Regions from separate parts of the Zea mays genome. Here regions 1 and 2 are each linked to region 3. A link is a contact called in public Hi-C data. All regions are on one chromosome and are shown on one strand. Each heading gives the region's core, a stretch centred on a gene start, on an enhancer-like site or on the middle of the called end of the contact. The rest is flanking DNA. Distances are from core to core; before and after follow the strand shown. Region 1 holds the start of LOC100216773. Region 2 holds the start of LOC103630376 (Bzip transcription factor-like). Region 3 holds the start of LOC100281363 (anther-specific proline-rich protein APG).

Region 1 (2,765 bases), core at 94-2,593, 190 kb after region 3:
CTAGACGTGGGTTGTACGGGGGAATAAGAATGAGAATGAGCTTTGCGGGGAGGGAGGAATGAGAAAGACAGAACATGAGAATGAGAAATGCAGAACAAGAAATGTGAATGGTGGCAGTACACGGGAATGACAGACTACTCTTGCAGTCTTAATAAGTAGTAGAGATTTTTACTTAAACTGTGAGGTCATCCAAATCACCTCTTTATCTAAATCTAAACTTATTTTAAATTTTTATCTATATTCATTTTAGACTAAATATATATTAATTATTTAATTTATGAATATGGTTTGTACGCATATTTATATTTTTATTTATTATAATTGATTTGAATGTGGACGAAAAAGGGCTATAAAGATAGAACAGAGGAAGTATATATTATAGCATCTCTAACAACGCATTAAATCATTGCCAAATCTTAAAATATAGGATTTACAGTTTGTTTGCTTGGTTTTAATCCGTATCGACTTCTACATTGTTTTGTCTTTATGAATTACAGCTGCAACAGTTCAAACAACTGATTTAATCCGAAGCGAACACGCCAACTCATAAAAACAGCTCAACGTACCCTATTTTACGAATCTTTATTTAAAAAGTATGGCACACCATGAAAACACCCAAGACTAGTGTCCTATCCTTATTTTATACATCATTATGAATATTTTTTTCTAATAATATAATTTACTTCCTAAATTACTGTTTTTAGTGTTCTAAACACCTAAACATTTTAAGTGATGTAGTATTTTAATTTTTATATACTATTTTGAGTCATCTGATTGTACATAATCTTAGAGCATCTTCAAGAGCTTTTTAGAAGTCTCTCCTAAATTAAGTTTTTCTTGGTAAAACACAAAAATGTGTCTTCAACAATTCCCTTAAAACGCTCCGAATTTTTTCATAGTCCTTAAAACTTCCTCATTTGCAATACAAATGAGAGGTTTTTTAGGCTCTCTAGAAACAATATGTCGCTTTAATGGATACGTTGGAGAATAGATTAAAATCTACCTCTAATAATTTTTTAGATGCCTTTTAAAATTGATTTTGATGAGTTATTTTCTAGTGAACTGCTGGAGATGCTCTTAATCGTCAAACTCCCGTTAAATAGCACATGACGTGCATTTTTTTTTCTTGCAGACCTTCACTTTCCACCCGCAGCTCCTGCCGTGCATGCCCACGTCCAAGCGTTCTGTCGTCAGCACTGACTGAAGCCCTCAGGCGCCCGATGCCCACCACGTGTCTCCGTTGATGGTCGCTATCGCTTGGCGCCCGCACAGCGTCCCTGCGCGCTATATATGGCGCGCGTGCAGCACGGCGCATTGTTTCATGCCTTTCGCGAGAGAAAGTGGTCGAATCGGCGGCTGATTTGACCCGGCTCGCTATTAGAGCTGCGAAAGTGATCCGAGCAGTCACGGTTTCGGAAGCGGCGCGTCGGCCGGAGGAGAAACGCAACCAGCTGTCGAGGAGCTATGAGCAGCGGTGGCGGAGGCAGAGTGCCGGCGGCGGCGGCGGCGCAGTCGCAGGAGCTGCAGCTACCGCCGGGGTTCCGGTTCCACCCGACGGATGAGGAGCTGGTGGTGCACTACCTCTGCCGGCGCTGCGCCGGGCTGCCCATCTCCGTGCCCATCATCGCCGAGGTCGACCTATACAAGCACGATCCCTGGCAGCTCCCAAGTACGTGTCGTCCGCCGCCGCTCCACGCAGTCGTTGTTCCAGGTTTCTTAGCTCGCCCTGTACCTGCTGCTGACTCCTGATCTCGGTACTACTGCTGTCTGTGCAGGGATGGCGCTGTACGGCGAGAAGGAGTGGTACTTCTTCTCCCCGCGGGACCGCAAGTACCCGAACGGGTCGCGGCCGAACCGCGCCGCCGGCGCCGGGTACTGGAAGGCCACCGGCGCAGACAAGCCGGTGGGCACGCCGAAGCCGGTGGCCATCAAGAAGGCTCTCGTCTTCTACGCCGGCAAGGCGCCCAAGGGCGACAAGACCAACTGGATCATGCATGAGTACCGCCTCGCCGACGTCGACCGCACCGCCCGCAAGAAGAACAACAGCCTCAGGGTACGTTGCGATCGATCGAGTTCCGGCCGGCGCGTCCACCAGAATATCTCATTCGTTTCTGTGCAGAAAATTATCTCTTGCTCGTATATATTATTATTTGTTAATAATATATATCTCCTGTCACTGCCGTATCAACAAAGAAAAAGTTGAGATAAGAACGTAACGTATGGATCACAAAGAATAATTATTAGCAGTCGGATTTTCACTAGCTAGCTAGTCGCCGATAAAAAGGACGGCGAGACCCATTTCTCTCCGGTGTGAACCCTGGAGATGCTGCGCCGTGCGTCATCTCCTTCAACCGCCAATTATCTCTTGCGCTTTTGCGAGCTACGACAGCGATCCGATACGGTCGAAAGCGACGCATCAATAGTGCCTATACATTTCATCGCCAAGAAAATCGTATAATTGTTCTACCTTTTTGTTGGATGGATAGATTTGGTGGTATGGGCGTGATTAAGATTTTTTTCCTCTCGGTTTTTTTTTTGCTGTTGCAGTTGGATGATTGGGTGCTGTGCCGAATCTACAACAAGAAAGGCGCGCTGGAGAAGCCGACCGGAGCCGGCGGCAGGGCCGAGGCCAGCAGCCAGGGCGCGCTGGGGTCCATGTCCATGGGCTCGCCGCCGGAGCAGAAGCCGTCCGTGCTGCCGTCTGCCACGGCAACGGCAACGGCCGCGGCCGGGACGGGGTACGCGCCGCTGCCGTTCTCGGAGCT
Region 2 (2,885 bases), core at 378-2,877, 210 kb after region 3:
CATCTCTTGTCCCAGTGATCTCTGGCGGCCATACATCCTCTCCGACAACTATGGATGAGTGATCCTCTGAGCTCACCTTCCCCCCTTGATCATCTCCTGCAGGCACCTGCATTGGCCCCTCTGTTCTAGTGTTGGCATGGTCACAATCGCAACTGCACACACTCTCGTCCCCTGACTCAAGTACCGAAACACTGTACACACTCTCAATCTCAACTTCCTTGTGCTCCATGGACACTTTCACCTTGGCACTGACATCCGCATTGTCAATCCGGTTAGACGCCGTGCTCTCTACAGCCTTCCTTGCCTTCACAGACTCCCTCATAGACTCCAGTTCCGTCTCCTCCTCGAGCTCCGGGATCCCCTCCCTTGCCCTCACCTCACTCGAGTTGGGACTGCTGGTGAACGACCCATTGGAATCGTACCCTTTGCCTCTATACTGCGGGAGCTCCTGCTCATATGAATCGAAGGGGTTAAAGAAGTCCCACGGTGACGTCTCAGGCATTGGCATTGGCGGCGGCGCCGCCGGCGGCGGAGCCACCGATTCCCGGCCACGATCCTCCACCGGGCGATCCCCATCAGGTTGCAACGGGACGCCGTACATCGGGTTGTTGTACCCCATGTAGGACGAACTGGTGGCGAAGTTGCCGTAGCCGTACGGTTCTTGATACACCGTGTTCGCCGGCGTCGAGCTGGCCTTCATGTAGTAGTACCTAGGAAATGTGGCATTTTGGAACTCGGTGTTTGGGAACGAAGGATAGGGGTCGTACGAAGCGTACTCCCACGGCATCTCCGGCCTGGCAAAAGCTGGGTCTTGGATTTGGCGTTCCTGGGGCTCGCCGTGGCCGCCGCGGCCGGGCAAGGGAACGCCAGGCCGAAGGGCAGGCGCCGGCCGCGGGACCTCGCCGTCGCCGTCGCCGTCGCCGTCGACGTGGCCAGCGCCACAGCCTCCGGGGCCGGCGCAGGGGTCGGTCGAGGAGTCTGGATCGGATTCCGAGGAATCGTCGGAGTGGAAGTGGATGTGGGAGTGGCCGGAGCCGGTGTGCGGTGTCGCGGAGCCGGACGCGGAGCCGCTCCGCTGCTTCTTGGGCTCGGCGTCGGCGTCGGCGTCCGCGTGGTCGGAGGGCGGCGGCAGCGTGAGCACCGGCGAGCCCGGCGGCGTGGCGGCGTGGTGGTGGCTCGCGAACCGCGCGAGCGCGTCGGCCACGCGCGGGAGCGCTCGGAAGTAGGCGGCGTGCGCGGCCGCGAGGCGCGCGCGGTGGTCCGCGGCCGCGCGGAGCAGGTCCCGGCGCTCCCGGCACAGCGCGGCCGCCGGGGACACGTCCGCCGCGTCCAGCCGCGAGCTCCGGCAGCCCATCCCTCTCCTCCGTCCCTGGAGGAGCCCCCTACTCGCTCGCCGTCGCCGGCATTGCCCGCGACGCCGCGAGCCCGCGAGTGCTGGCTCGCTCCCGCAGCAAACCGAGGGGTGGAAGTAACGGGCGGGAGTCGAGGTAGGGCAGGCAGCAGAGTGAGCAGGGGCCGGGAGCAAAGTAGCGTGGCAACGTAAAAAAAAATGGTGGGCGAGCGCGGCGACCGGCGAGGGTGGTGGTGGTCGCAAAGAGGAAGCCGAGGACGGAGCGAGCGGCGTGTGCGCGCGCGCGGCAGGGTGACCCGGGCACGTGGAGGCGCGTTTATTATTGAGCTCTGAGCAGTGAGCTCTGACTGAGCAGGCACTGGAAGTACTGTAGCATTCTCTCGTTCGCTGCTTGGCTTCAGCGCATTCCGATTGCGAGCACAACGTAGCCGAATGCGTTCATGGTCTGGATCGGGATTCTCTCTCGGTCTCCCTCCCGTCCCGTCCCGTCCCGTCCCGTCCCGTCCCGTGAGAGCGGATAGGTTGAAGGAGTACTAGTAGAGTACGTAAGTACTTCGGTAGTACTGGATTGGTACTAAGATTGGACATCGGAATACCGATAATACCAGGCAAACACAGATGTCACTACTCGAACACGAAAGGCAAGAGAGCGAGAGGCAAACAGGAAACCAGGAAAGAGATGATCAGTAGGGGCACAAGATGCAAAATCATTGTACGGTTGCAGCACTGTCCAGAGCCTGCTTTAACACGCCCTTGTGTCCCGTGGCAAATCCAGCGTAATGACTGGCTCAGAATGGCAATAAAACCGTCTCAGGAGTAACCACTGTCAAACACAGTTACTGCGGCCACTGACTGTTGTACCGTACACCTCTGGGTTGAGCTTCCGGCCGCATCGACCGTCAGACCGTGGAACTAAAATACTCCGGGCCTCCAGTTTTCTAACGGGCTGACGGCGAGCAGATCAAAGCACGAGCTGTCTGGGCGCGCGCGCGCGAGGCCAATCTTGATAGGATTTTTCTTTGAGATATTTTATAGTTGATAAATAGGCTAATATGATATTAACTCCATTATTAAATATATATGACGTCATTAGTTTTTTTGAAAACTTTAAACATTCATCTTATTTAAAAACCATAAATTATTATTTATTTTGTTATAATTTATTCCATCACTTACGTTTCATTGAGCGTGACTTGAAATTTTATATTTTCAGATAAATGTTTCTAAGTAATACGAGTGATTAACTTTTTTTAGAACAGTCAACAACGTCGATAGAGAGAGTATTACATAAAATTTGATAGAAATGTAGATGACGAAAGTTCTATATGTGAATAAATAGAACTTTAAACATTACCGATCACGGAACACGGATGTGATCTCAAGTTCTGAACCATGCCACCTCTCGTCGACCAACATTTTACCGAGCGCCCGGGCCCAGCATGCTGCGCTGGTCAAAAAGACTGTGCGCCTCGAATTCCAGTTCATCACGGTAACAGTAAACGGAGTTCCCTTTACTTTAATTCCTACTAACTTC
Region 3 (2,881 bases), core at 134-2,633:
ACTGAACTGGTAACCAGGTTCCTGTATCGATGTGATCGAGGAACAGGAATGTGGTATGCGGTACACTACTAGAACTAGGTTTTAGCACTACGTGAATGAGATTGTTCCCGTGTTTCTGGAACGAAACGAACATTTCCGGAACGAGGAACGTGGCCAAGTTCCACATTCAATTCAGGGGGTAGTAGATAGGAGTGTACAACTTCCTGGTTATTTTTTTTAATAACGGGGCAAACCCAAATTTCATCACTTGAAGTTCGAAGAATCGAAATTGTAGCAATAGTTGTGTGTCTTTTTTTTCCAGATTCAAGGTTGTAGGAACTAGGAAGTAATATAATTGGAGATTTGTGTTGTTAAGATGTCAATCCAAAAACTTATAATATTTAAGATACATCACTAACATTTAACCATCCTTTTTTTTCTAGGCCAAAATGGTTTATCTTGTGCTAAGGGGGTCTCTACATTTAACTTTCATAACTTTATCTCACACAAGGACCAACTATGTGGCTTTAGCACTCTAGATCATAATGCCTGTAAGCTGAAATCGGATCCATTGGGCTCAGGGTACGACCAAGCCTCCAATCTCCCGAACTTAAGCATATAACCTGCTCGTCATACATAACTTCACAAACTCCCACCGGAGACGGCATTCATCCTCCCTAGCCACCCAATAATTGTCAACGAAAGTGCCGTCTACAATTCAATTAGAGTCAAAATACAGGAGGGAATTGGGAATATGTTCAAGGCAGACAATATTGGTAGCGATTCCCCAATCCCCGCCCCGACTTCAACTAGATCTCGCTGTGACCCTCTCCCGCAACGCCCCGAATCAAACGGTTAACAAGCAGATCGAGAGCGCTAACCTGCGGTGAACTGGGCGCAGATCCCGGACGCAGCGAGGAGAAACAGGACGACCGGGGCCGGTCTGGATCCGCCCCTCATCTCCGGCCGGAACGCGCCGATCCTTCCTCTCCCTCGGTTCGCTTTTTTCGTGGGGGTGATGGTGGGCTGGTGGCCTCGTGGTTGGTTGGGTGGTGTCTGGCTGCTTGAGCGCGCGGTGGTGGCGCTTGTCGGCCTGGCGGTTAGGCCTTGGCGTTGGGCCGTTTGTAGTGGTAGTAGACGGGCCGGACGCGGCCGGGTTTGGTTCGCACCGAAGGCTCCGCTTTGCTGCAGCTGGATGGTTCTTTTCGACGGCGTTGCGTCGCTGCTGGTGGGCCATGGTACCGAATCGGTGTGACCGATGTCGCTGCTAGACGGACCGATGACACCAGTTCGCCGTGCCGCATGACGGCGTCACGACCGAGCCATGGCCGCTGCCCGTTGCACGCTTCCCAAGAGCAAAGACCACAGAGCTCCCATTTACTGCGCCATGCCAACAATGGCAGCAGGAGCCCGGTGCCACATTTACTCACTCACTCCCCAATCCACCCACCAACCAACCCAGAACCTCTCTACATTCCTCTTCCTCCTCTATAGTCTATATACACACACCAAGAGCAGGCTGCAGCAGGCTCACGCCGCAACCTAGCTAGCCTGCACGCACTCTCACTGACCACGACCAGCGCTCAGCCTTCTGCTCCGGAAGCTAGCTCTCCGGCCAGCCACCCCACCCCGTCCACCCGACAATGGCGGCCGCCGTGGCCCTCCTCCTGCTCTCCGCCCTCGGCGGAGCGGCGGCGCAGGTGTTCCCTCCGTGGAACGGCACGTTCCCGATGGGGCCCGGGTTCGGAGGCGGGAGCAGCAGCGGCGGCGCGGCCGCGGGCGCGGGCGCGGGGACGGGCGTGCCGGCGATGTTCGTGTTCGGGGACTCGCTGACGGACAACGGCAACAACAACGACCTGAACTCGCTCGCCAAGGCTAACTACCCGCCCTACGGCATCGACTTCGCCGGCGGCCCCACCGGCCGCTTCTCCAACGGCTACACCATGGTCGACGAGATCGGTACGTGGCTCATCCACCGGTGCCTGCATGCTATACATTGCTATGCTGCTACTTCTCTGACTTCCCTGACGGTCTCTGTCCATCTCAAGCTGCTAGCTTATTCTTAATTTAGATTTAGACGTGCTCTCAACCAAGCTACCTGCTGTAGTAGCCGTGCGGTGTTTGCACAGAGAGCTTGCTCGTCTTTAATCACAACTGGAAAGTACTAGGTGAGATTAAGGGTATGTTTGGTTTTTGGCTAACTATGTCACACTTTACCTAATTTTAGTCGTTCGAATTGAGGAACTAACCTTAGACACAAAAGGTAGCCAAAGTGTGGCAAGTTAGACAGCGAACCAAACATGCCCTAAATTTGTTGGCGACTGAACGAAAAAAAGTGCTCGAAAGATATGGTTGTTTATAGGGTTATTACTGTAGCCTAGAGGCAGTGCAATATTAATGTTGTTTACTCTTAATTTTAGGAGGTGTTTGGTTCTGTGGACTAAAGTTTAGCCCGGGTCACATCAAGCGTTTAACTTTCAAATAGGAGTATGAAATATAGACTCAACCAACTGTACTAGATTCGTCTCACTTTTTAATCTTCGGCTGAGAAATTAGTTTTATAATTCGACTACATTTAATACCCCGAACGGAGGTTCAAACATTCGATGTGATAGAGGCTAAATTTTAGCAGGGGCAAACCAAACACCCCCTTAGTAGAAATGCTAGTTCCAGCTAGCTAGCACACCTTAAAAATATCATCTATCTGATTCTCTCCACGAAAAAGAAACAGAGTCCAGTACAGCGTCAGAGCTCATTTACTCAAGGAAGGAAATTTCACGAGTACTCTAAAGTATATTAATTTAGTTATTTTTCTTCTTCTAATTTGCAGTGGAATGTATGTTGCATGCATATAGTTTATTATTAATGCATTTCTAAATAAAGGACTAAAAAAAACCTTGTC

The links. Hi-C and Micro-C count contacts between places; a contact is called where the count stands out from the background.
Region 1: a Hi-C map of ear shows a contact between it and region 3, with 1.9 times the contacts expected there. The contact joins the promoter of LOC100216773 here to the promoter of LOC100281363 in region 3. A contact is called at or near these places in 4 of 25 Hi-C or Micro-C datasets (ear, endosperm, leaf and 1 more).
Region 2: a Hi-C map of leaf shows a contact between it and region 3, with 4 times the contacts expected there. The contact joins the promoter of LOC103630376 here to the promoter of LOC100281363 in region 3. A contact is called at or near these places in 4 of 25 Hi-C or Micro-C datasets (ear, leaf and tassel).

What each region holds. Positions count from the first base shown.
Region 1 is chr6:158,979,051-158,981,815 of Zm-B73-REFERENCE-NAM-5.0, forward strand. It overlaps LOC100216773, which reads left to right and starts at 1,344. Exons shown (of 3, transcript NM_001143172.1): 1 at 1,344-1,669; 2 at 1,776-2,053; 3 at 2,548-2,765. The coding sequence starts at 1,465.
Region 2 is chr6:158,998,486-159,001,370 of Zm-B73-REFERENCE-NAM-5.0, forward strand. It overlaps LOC103630376 (Bzip transcription factor-like), which reads right to left and starts at 1,628. Exons shown (of 4, transcript XM_008651434.4): 1 at 1-1,628. The coding sequence starts at 1,354.
Region 3 is chr6:158,785,583-158,788,463 of Zm-B73-REFERENCE-NAM-5.0, forward strand. It overlaps LOC100281363 (anther-specific proline-rich protein APG), which reads left to right and starts at 1,384. Exons shown (of 3, transcript NM_001154281.2): 1 at 1,384-1,938. The coding sequence starts at 1,623. It overlaps LOC100278419, which reads right to left and starts at 1,074. Exons shown (of 3, transcript NM_001407492.1): 1 at 861-1,074. The coding sequence starts at 939.